Regions from separate parts of the Sus scrofa genome. Here region 1 is linked to region 2. Evidence: chromatin contacts called from public Hi-C data. All regions are on one chromosome and are shown on one strand. The core of a region is the stretch at or near the end of the contact, and the rest is flanking DNA. Distances in the headings are between cores, read along the strand shown.

Region 1 (5,273 bases), core at 1,600-4,099, 1.1 Mb before region 2:
AAAGGGCACTTGGGTTGATTAAGAGGCAAGATAGAAGGGTGGCAGGGAGGGAGAACAGCGAGTGACACAGGTCAGTGCTTTAATATCCGAATTTCATCTCCTCAAGAAATCGATCTAGACCCCTCCCCCTTTTTTTCTGGCTTTCTTTGTGTCCCCTTAAAGGCTTCCTTGGACTTCCTACTTCGAGTCGACAGCAGCACTTATAAAGGAAAGGACATAAATGGAGCGAGTGTGTGAGAGTGTGTGAGTTCGTGTTGCGTTGGTTGGGGGAAGGGGGGAGGGAACATTTGGTAGAAATGCTGGGCTCGGGAAACCAATGCCTTTTCTCTGGTCAACCCTACATCTGTCTCACCACCACCAAAGTCTAATGTCGAATAGCAACCCAAAACTAAAGCCACGATGTTTCTGAGTCAAGGGTTCAAGCCTGGAGATCTCGATATTGATCCCCAAGCCGACTCCAGCCTGCGTTATTAAGAGCCCCTGCATTCTCACGCACGCACATGTGCAAGTGTGCCTGCGAATCATTCACGTGTGGCCACCCAGACGTGTCGACACGAATGGGAACCCCAGTGTATAAACCTCACAAGTATCCCCGACCTCTCAACGCAGCTACAAACACCTCCCGGCTTAAAAGCGGCAAAAGCATCCTATATGAAAGCAAAACGTTTACCTTGAAATTTCCGTTCTCGGCTGGATCAAATCGGCACATCCAGTCAGCCGGGGTTGGATCCCCTCCCCCTCCCTTCTGGTACTTCCCCGCCCCCATTCACCTCCCACCCCTCTGACAGCCCTTCACAAAAAGTGTCCAGTCAATATTAAACTCCAGCGTTTACAACTCTAATTCAGTTCTCGCTAGGCAGGGTCGAAGAGCTTCCTCTCACACCCCACTCCCTTTCCCCTCCTCCTCGCCATCAAAGGAGCCCGAAAATTTGAGAAAATAAAGTTGAATGAGCCAAGGAAGGCTGACATTCTGACAGGGAAACGCATCTCCGATGTAAATTCGCGGGTACGCTGCACATTCTCAGATTGGGGGGGAGGCGAAGGAACTGTATTTGTTTTCCCCCAAGGTATTTAAACCCTGGATCGTCGACCTGAACATCCCTACATTAAGCGGTGGTAGAGCTAGGCGGGCTGGAGCCAGGCACCCAGGCCGGACCCGCGGCTCCCGGCACAGCTGCTTGCACCGCGGCCCAGGCAGAAGCACCCGGAGTTCCAGGACGCGAGGCTCCCCCTCCCCCACCCCGCCCCAAAGCGAAGGAAGGGAAAGGGGAGGAAGAAGGGGCGGGAGGAGAGGGTAAGAAAGCCACTCGGCCGCCACACACACAGACACACACACTGGAGCCTCTTTTGCAAAGTAAACGGCCGACTTACCCAGTCTCACATCTCCAGGGCCCACTCATCACAGCCACCCTTAGAAAAAATATCTCTTTGGGGTGTGCACTGGGGTTCGGGAGCCCAGGCAGGGCGAGCCCTGCGATGCGACCGGCTGGAGGAAAGAGGCGCCCGGACGCCGCCAGCCCCGGGCCGCCGCCGCGGTGGCGACCGCGGGTTCCGGGGCTCCCCAACCGGTTCTCCCCGGCGCACTCCGCGGTAGTCTGAGCGGGCAGCGGGGTAGGGGGGGCGGGGGGGCGATCGCGAGCGGCGGGCTGGGAAGGGAGGGGGGAGGGGGCGGCGGAGGACCGGTGGTAGAGGCGCTTAGCTGGAGGGGCCGGGAGCGGGAGCCGGGCGGGGCGGGGAGGGAGCTGTTGGAGGGGGAGGAGGCGCAGAACCCGAGGAGGGGTACGCGGAGCAAGCTGCCTGGCCCCGCCGGCCCCGCCAACGTGACGGTCAGCCCTGCCGAGCACCAGCTCACACTCACGCTCGCCCGCACGCTCGCTCCCACCCGCGCGATCGCCGGGTCCCCGGCACCCTTCGCCGCACCCCCTAGGCGCGTACTTACAGTTGCCATCTGCAGAGGGGCCAACTTTCTCCAAGCCGGCAGCGGCCGCCGCCCCCTCCAGCCGCCTCTGGCTCCTCGCACCCTCCGGCCTGGGTTCGCGCCGGCCGGCCCTCCCCTCCCCCCTCGGCTCTCCTCGCTGTCTTCACCACATTCCCCCTGGTCAGTGGCGCACGCCCGAGGACGAGCCAGAGGGAGAGGGGCGCAGGGGTGTGCATACATCGCCCGCCTTCTTCTTGCAGCGCACACTGTACATGGTAGTGAGGGGGCGAGCGAAGGTGGCACCGGCCCCTCGGCTGCTCCGGCGGCGGCTGAGGTTCCTGCGCTGTCCTCCGCCCCCTGCGCAGCGGCGACCACCGCGCTGGGATCTTGTCGCCGCTGTCCCCGCGCCGAGCCCGCCGCCGCCGCGGCGGCGGCCCCTAATTAGTATTTGTAAGATTCCCACATCCTCTTGGCTGTATCATCGCTCCCGGTGTTTGCAGGGGCTTTTCCTCTATTTCCTTCCCCACATGCGGCGCACGATCGTCATTATTTGGGATTTTCTATCTCCGATATCCTTGGGGGGCCCGGGGTGCAGGAACAGCGTTGTTTTAAGCCTGTGACGTGTCCCGACAGCCCCAGCCCCGCGGGTCTAAAACACTCAGAGAAAGTCGCGTCTTCTTTCGGGGGCGGTGAGGAGGTGACATCGTAGTAAGCATCGCTGGGGTCTCTAAGACATCCGCTTCAGCACGGGCGCAGGACCTCGTCCGGTGCACTTGTTTATTGTCGCGCCACTGGTGCGAGCCAAGCTGCAGCAGACATGATGGGCCCGGGGCGAAGCCGGCTCTCCGTGGCCGATAGATGGCAGCCGAGGGCGAAGGCGTCCCTGGGCTCCCCCCGGCGGAACCGGAGCCCCCCTCCCCCTTGGATGTCACATTCGTGGGAGACAGAGGAGTCTTGGACCATGTGCGTAACACGAGCGTGGGACTGTGCGATCTTTGGATTGAAAAAGAAAGGAGTGGAAATAACCCCGACAGTGTCAGGCTTGTTAGTGGTCGGGGACAGATGAATCCAGCCCTGTGCTGATCGCCTGCCTTCCACCTCCCAATTAGACTATCACAGCCGGTGCTGCTGTCTCTTGTACTTACTGTAAAGGACCCTGGAAGAGGGAGTGGTTCATCCTAGCTGCAAACAAGGGCGGTTTTTTGTTGTTGTTTGCTTCTTTTTTTTTTTTTCTTTTAAGAATTACGTTTTATAAGTATGTCTGGGCGTTACAAGGGAATGTGAACGACTTTTCAGAGAGATTGTGAATATATTTGATGTGTTCTAAAAAGCTGGAAATCCCTAAGTAAATGCAGTATCGATAGAAAGCAAGTTTCTTGAAGAGTCACCTGCTAAACTCTACTAGCGTCATCTCTACAGTAAGTATTCTTGGCTCTTTCCAGGAAGCCAGAAACTTCCCTCCCCAAATATGCCTTACATTCATAGGTGTTTGTATTATTAAAGCTGTAGTCCATCCCAGATATAGAAAAAAAGTTGATAGAAATAAGTGACCCAATGCAGGCTTAAATGCACATGTGCCTGTTCCTTTGATAACTGGGTAGTTTTACCACTTAAATGTATTTTATCCATTTGATTTTGGAATTAATTATGAAGTATCTTTTGAAATTGTCTTAAACGTAATTAATATTGTGTCCTTCTTGTAATATCTGGGGGTAATATTATGATTATAATATGAAATTAATGTAAATTCTGATATATGTATATATATAGCCACTAACATATCTTCCCACATCCTCTATGTTGAATTAGAGTTTTCCAGAGGTGGTGAATAATGCAGTCTCCTGAGATTTTGCAACATTTCTTGAAATTTCTCCTGACTCTATTTTGCAAGTATTTTTTTTCCTAAGGCCATTCATACTCTGTTTGGAAACAGTCTTGTTTATTTTGCTTAAATGTGGGGTAAGCACAGGAAGGAAGAAAAGAAGCAATCTATAATATCAAATAATTCTAAATAAAATCTTATAATAGAACTTCCTATTAAATTGAGAAACATTTGGCTTAGGGATGATAACCATTTAGTACAGGTACGTTATATAAACAGAAAACTTAAACTTCACCCAGAAAAGGCTTGTTGCTCTAATTTTTTATTTAGCTATTATCTTCTAACATGACATAAACATTTTAGAAAATTTAAAGTATAAAATTACTTTTATCTTTTCAAAATGAAAGTGTTACAGTGTCATAATTTTAAAACTATGCATTAAAGTTAGAACTTTTGGAATATAAATGTTGTTTCTATCAGACATGTTTTTTCAATGCTGATAACCTCTATAGAAATTCTCAAAGGGTATAAAATGGCTTAGTTAATTATTGGACTATTCAAAATAGTTGAAACATAACTATTTAGTTTATTCTTTTATTACTTTCCTAAATCTTCACAACTACATTTGATATCAAATTTTGTTTAATTGTTGGTTTTCCGTTACTTTAAATATTTATTATCCTAATTAAAATACATTTTGTCGAGATAAGAAGTGTGAAACTGTTTGCAGTTAACTTAGGTTATACTTTTGCTGGAAACATTAACACTACAAATATTCCAGTTTACCTCTTGTGATTCAAATAAATATATGACAAATTTCTACCATGAACTCAATGTTAAGGATGGCCTGAGAAGCCACCATTACTCTTTACCACTAGGTGTCTCTGTAAGTTGCTTTGCAGGAAAGTGAATTTTGAGAAAATACTGTGACATGAAGAGACAAGAACAGAAGAACAGAGAAGGAAAATATCATAGAAATAAGGAAAAGTCTCATTTATTAGTGTGCAGACTCCTATTTGTTTTGAATATTGGCTATTGCCTAGAAAATAAGTAAATCTTGTAACTAATCAAATCTGAGCAAGATTTTTATCTACAGGAACAAATACATCTATGTTTTAGACTATGTTCAACAACATACAGTCATAGGATATGTATATGATACCACACAATACTCAAATACACACACTTGATTACATAAATACACATAGGAACTAGAAAATTAAAGGATTCACCAAATACATCTCTCCAGAATTAAGGTCACTGATACTGAAATAAATATTATTTGATTAAGATGGATGTTAAAACCTGAGAATCTTTGTCCAAATGTTCATGAACATATTTATGCATATGATAATTAGCTCATCATCTAGTGTCATTATAAATACATTTCATATGCGGTAATGTATCTGTCAATAATTAGTGCCAATTATGGACATAATTTGATATCTGCAAACTATAATTTAAATTCAAATCACAATTAAAAGACTTGTCACTTGAAATTGACCATATATTTTGTGATTTCGTATTTATAAC
Region 2 (6,111 bases), core at 1,272-3,771:
CTTTGTTCTTGAAATTCTTACGTTCCCTATAATAAGCAGAGCATGTATTACAAAGTCCATTTATAAACAGAGGTAATTTCCAGGATTCCATTTTCAGTAATCCTTTCATATCTTTCCTTAATGTCAATATATTTAATATTAAAAATATGATTACCAAAGTGCTTATGTTTTACAAGTTTTAAAAATATTTATACATACACATTCAGATAATGTGTGTTTAATCAAACTTATAGGCAAATAAAATATTTTAAAATTTTACTGAAAATTGGAAAATGTAATCCAGCATTTAACACAATATTTATGGGTTTTTTGTACTTCATAACATAGAATTATTTAAATATTAATATTATGATTTGCTGTTGAATATTTATGTAGAATATTTCCAATGACAGATTTTAATATATTTTTTCAGTAAACAAAGAAATCAAATAGAAATACCAATATTTTGCATGCTAATATTGTAATTTCCAAGTATGATATACATATTTTTAATGCCAATTCAATAGTTCTTTGTTATGTAATTACCCTTTGAAGTGAAATAGTCTTTATAAAACATAGTAACTTATTATTAAATTTATTTAATGAGGAGCCACAGCAGACAACCCAAGAAAGTAAGGATATAGTACATGTTTGATATATATTTTTATTCATTTCATGCATAAATTAAGTAAATAAAATGTGTATTTTTATTAAGAACTAAGAGGGCCAAGTCAACCATATGTTATTATTTGTATCTATACAAATGTATTTGTTATACTTTTTTGAACACTTTTTTTTCACTCTTTCAAAGAAGATAAATTGTTAGCATTGTTTAAATAAATAAAGATCCATTCTTAGGTCATCCTAAATACTGTATCTCCTCATTTTGAGGAAAGTATCCCAAAAAGCCTTACAGATTTTTGTTGACCACAGCAGATTTTACTGTGAGAATCAGTTTTGTTATGTCTGACTACAAAAGAATATGAGATTTAGTGATTATCCTACATAGTGTCATTAGTATTTATTTCTTCATACCACAGATATTATATCGATATTTATTTCTTCGTGCCACAAATACTGTCACTGCCTCTGGTAGGATGCACTGTGTCTGTAGTGGTCAGCTAATTGTCTTGAAGGAGAGTGTCATATTAAGAATTCAGGGTCTAAGGTTAAGCATTACTGGGCAGTAATTAGGTAAGTCATAGTAAGGGTAGCCTTTTCTGTCAGACCATGGATAGCTTCTGTATTCACTGCCATGGCTATTCTGTACCTTCCTGAATTTATAACTTCCACTTATGCTGAGCAGATCTAGTTGAGGTCATTTGCCTGGCTTGCCTACAATTTCAATATTGTGTATTTGTATCAGATTTTTTTCGTTGTTATGCTTTACCACATTTTCGTATTTTGATCCATATTAAAATGATGACAGTGGGAGTTCCCATCATGGCACAGTGGTTAACGAATCCAACTAGGAACCATGAGGTTGCGGGTTCGGTCCCTGCCCTTGCTCAGTGGGTTGACGATCCAGCGTTGCAGTGAGCTGTGGTGTAGGTCGCTGACGCGGCTCGGATCCTGCGTTGCTGTGGCTCTGGCGTAGGCCGGCGGCTACAGCTCCGATTAGACCCCTAGCCTGGGAACCTCCATATGCTGCAGGAGCGGCCCAAGAAATGGCAAAAAGACAAAAAAAAAAAAAAATGATGACAGTGTTTCTACTAGAAGTAGAGATGCGGGCCTTTAATACACTCTTTACCTACACAGAGACCCTTTAATGTGTTGAAAATGACTTTGTATTCCTGACCCAAGAAAGAATGCCTATATGTATGTATGTATTTTCTTTTCTTTTTTTGTGGTAAATTCACATAACATAAAATGAACCATTTCAAAGTGTACAATTCAGTGGCATTTAATACATTCACTCTGCTATCCAACCACTACCTCTATCTAGTTCCAAATTTTTTTCATTACTCCAGCAGAAAATCCTGTATTTGCAGTCAATCCCTATACCTTCCTCTCTCCATCTCCCAGAAACTATCAGTTTGATTTCTGTCTCTATGGATATATTTATTCTAGATAACTTAAATAAGTGGAATCCTCTATGACACTTTGTGCCTTTCTTCTTTCACTTTGCTTAACAGTTTCAAGTTTCATCCACATTATAGCATGTATCAGTACTTTGCATATTTTGGTAAGTAATATGCTATCTTGTTGTTAACCAAATTCCAAAAATGGAGACCTGATTGAAATAAAAAGCTGTTTATTTGGGTTTTGTTAGGCCTACAGCCCAGGAGACACAGATTCAAGAAGCACTTGAACTGTGTTCTGCTGGATTACAAAATGGGGGAAGCTTATAAAAGCAGAAACCCAAAAGGTTGCAGTTAGTTACAAGTTGTTTATCAAGAATTGCAATTGGAGCTGGATACAAATAAGAATGCTTGCTAAGAAAGGATTGGTGGGGAACTGAAATGATTGAAGAGTTACAAGGAGAGAACTTGAGAACATAAAATTGCAAGTGGTATGTGTCATTCTGAAAATAGCTAGTGGTCTGGTACAGTTCAAAGAAAGTTCAACTTCTCAGTGGTGCAGAGATGTGCCACCTGACTCCATTTGTGTATGCCTGAATTGTAATTACTCCAATATAACTTCAGCTTGTCATCACTATGTGTATACTATTAAGGTAATTAAACAGAGAGGACATGAAACTTCTGCATATTTCTCTCCTGTTAATCTGTCTTTTATTACTGAGGTCTCAGCTAAGAACTCAAGTAGAGTGAAAATTATTTTTCCTCCCCTACGTTGGCACATTTGCTTATGTTATTGCCTCCCAGTCCCAGTATGTCCTCTACATTGTAGCCACAGTTATATTTCTAGAGGCGTAAATCATATCTTTCTTTTCATTAAAAGCCTCCAATAGCCTCCTATAAACTTAGAATTGAATCTAACATCTTCATTATAGCTCTCAAAGAGCAAAATGATCAGACCTCTATCTCCCTCCTGAGTTGTTCTGTGCTGTGCTAATGCTTGTCATACTTCCACCCACATTTCTTGTCACCAAACTTGCCAGTTCCTTACTGATTTAGGGTCTTCATATCTGTTACATCCTCCTTCTTCCTTTTACTGTCTCAAATGGCTCACACATTTATGTCATTTTTGTCAGAATCTCAATCTTACTTCTTCGAAGAGATCTTCAGTGGTAACTCTTGATAAAATAGTGTTCCATCTCCACCAGTTTCTGCATTGTTTTTTTACAAGTATTTAAAAATAGTTGAGATTATTTTGTTTGATCATTTCTTTTCTTGTTTATGGCCTGTTTCTTCCACCAGACCATAGCTCTTGAGAGCAAGGACTTTATTTTAGCACACTTCTGTTAGTACCTAAAAGAATGACTAACACATAAAAAGTAATAAAAAATTGTTTTAAGAATTATGTATTTACCAACTCTAAAACCACTCGAATTCTATGGCAAGTTAAGTCAAACACATTTATTAGTCACAATGAAAATTTATCTCCAGACAGTTAAAGAGAAATTAAATCATTTTTCAATATATAATAGTATGCTTTTTCTCATTATAAAAAATTAAAACTTAAAACTATATGAGACCCTAGCTTTTACTGATAAGCATGGTAAAAATCCAAGTTTAGCACCACATATTCTTGGTGACCTGTGAGGAAATAAGAATATTTATAATACTCCTAATAGAAAGGCAGGATGCTCTAATCTTTATGAAAGAGGATCTGCTAATATCTAGCAAGATTTTTATGCTTCAACAATTTGACTCAGCCATCTCTAGAGATTCTATCCCAAAGTTACAAGAACAAAATTGTGAAATATATGTAAATATATTGTGAAATATATGTAAACATATGTAAATATACATATGTTTATTGGCATTGATTCTATTTGTAAATACTGCAGGATGGCAATAGCTCAGATGTACTTCACTAGAGGATATGTCAAATTCCTAGGATATAGTCATAAAACAAGGAAAAAGTACAAGGAAAAAGTACAATCATAGAAAAAGAGAAATATTTATGTACACTATTATGGAATGATTATCAGGAAATTTCATTAAATGATAAGAATAAAAATATAAATAACATTTGATTGGGAATTATAATTAATCTAAGAAAGGTAGGCTATAAATACAAATATGATTATATATAAGAATATAAAAAGATAAATCCTGAAATAAAATGGGGGTAGGTAGAGGATACTATGGTAGATGTTAGGCCTCTTTAATTATAATTTTTACACCACTAGGTACGAAATAACATTTTATACAATTATAAAACTAAGTTAAATGTAAATTAACTAAAAGTAGAATGTAAAATGTTACCCCACCCATATATCTACTTGGTAATATAACCACACAGAGAAGCTAATACAAGTTATCTTAAAACACTGTAATTTGCTTTTATATACCTAATTAAATATGCCATAGGGGCAAAATGAACCATAAACATAGGAATTCCTGTTGTGGCTCAACAGTAACAAACCTGACTAGTATCCTTGAGGTTGTGGGTTAAATCCCTGGTCCTTCTCAGTGGGTTAAGGATCAGGAGTTGCCTTGAGCTGCGCTGCAGGTTGCAGATGAGGTTCAGATTTGGTGTTGCTGTGGCTGTGGTGATGGCCAGCAACTGAAGCTCCTATTTGACCTCTAGCCTGGGAACCTCCATATGCTGCAGGTGTGGCCCTAATTTTTTTTTCTTTTTTTTTTAGGACCGCACTCACAGCATATGGAGGTTCCCAGGCTAGGGGTCGAATCAGCTACAGCTGCTGGCCTACACCACAGCCACAGCAACACCAGGTCTGAGCCATGTCTGCAACCTATACCACAGCTCACAGCAACACCAGATCCTTAACCCATTGAGCGAGGCCAGGGATCAAACCCACAACCCCATGGTTCCTAGTCAGATTCATTTCCCCTGCGCCACAACAGGAACCCCCCTAATTTAAAAATAATAATAACATTAAACTACTTAGAGTATGCGTATTTGTTGTGATAGTCTTGGTATTATTATTCTAATACTGGCAATACATATATTTTAATAAAATAAATACATGATTATGTTGCTATCATTAGCAATTGAGATTTCTGACATGAGAAAAAACACACCTGTACTATGTTACATGAATAAATAAATGTTTTTGTAGGAGGAATTTTAAGTAAAAATTTAAAAGGTATATCATAAATGTTAGGCACAACACAAAGATTTCAAACCAATTCTCTGTTAATTCTCCAGTTTCATAAAATAATGTAATGCCATTTAATGCTGCTTTATCTAAAAGCCTGATACAATTTATTTTATATTTGCTATGAATAATGCTTATTTTTGTAATAGTGCATTGCAATTTAATGCAAATGTTATTTCCTAAAGAAAATTGTTGTTTTGATGAAATGATGTTCTTGACAACTTCCTTGTATGGCTTCGATCTCCAAAGAAAACTTACTCAAGACTCGATCTTCTTGGCAAATTTCAATTGTTGCAGTCATAAAATTCATTCTTACGTTTATACCACCACAATCATAGGACATATTATTACATTTCCAGTTCTAAATAAGTACATTCTATTGCCATGAATCTTCATTCAGCTTCTGTCTTCAAACAAATGTTTATTTGTGTAGCTAATAGTATATTTCTTAAATTTTTGTCCATCAGTAATCACCTAAGCGTACTCTTCACTTTGATTATAGCTTCAATTTATATGTCAACATTGTTACTTTACTTAATATAATTTGAACTGTAACTATAGAAGAACTAACAGTCTGAACTGGAATAAGTATGCCATTACTGGTTAGTTTTTCATGTCATAAAAAAGCAGGACTTGCAGGTTTTTCTTTGTTTTCCCCTTTTTGTTTATCTGTTATAACTATCTTTCTATCAGTTTTAATTTTTTAAGCTTAGATGTAAAAATTATTATTGTCTTTGCCACAGATATTGAGATATAAGCTGAAGACACAAAGGTACTTTATGTGTGGAATACAGTAAATGGTAAAAAGATTATATGCATTTTAACAATATTTGCAAAATAATAAAACCTGATAAATTTTTTATTTATGGCCACACCTGTGGCATATGGAAGTTCCTGGGCCAGGGGTCATATAAGAGCTGCAGCTGCTGGCCTCAGCCATA

The links. A called contact is a pair of places that touch in the nucleus more often than the background predicts.
Region 1: a contact with region 2 is called in a Hi-C map of embryonic fibroblasts, with 6 times the contacts expected there. The contact joins the promoter of SLITRK5 here to the enhancer-like site in region 2. A contact is called at or near these places in 5 of 47 Hi-C or Micro-C datasets (embryonic fibroblasts, fetal heart ventricle, fetal skeletal muscle and 1 more) and 1 of 2 datasets of contacts at active chromatin or transcription factors (skeletal muscle).

Annotation. Positions count from the first base shown.
Region 1 is chr11:57,790,152-57,795,424 of Sscrofa11.1, reverse strand. SLITRK5 (SLIT and NTRK-like protein 5) reads right to left here and starts at 2,849. Exons shown (of 2, transcript XM_013980614.2): 1 at 1,940-2,849.
Region 2 is chr11:56,726,786-56,732,896 of Sscrofa11.1, reverse strand. No RefSeq gene overlaps it. Among named protein-coding and RNA genes, the nearest start is that of SLITRK6, 210 kb to the right of the region's middle. Within about 2 kb of position 2,521, at least 2 of the 83 cell types and tissues checked have an H3K27ac peak or open chromatin away from gene starts, as enhancers often do. A contact at or near this core is called in fetal skeletal muscle, where this site is marked.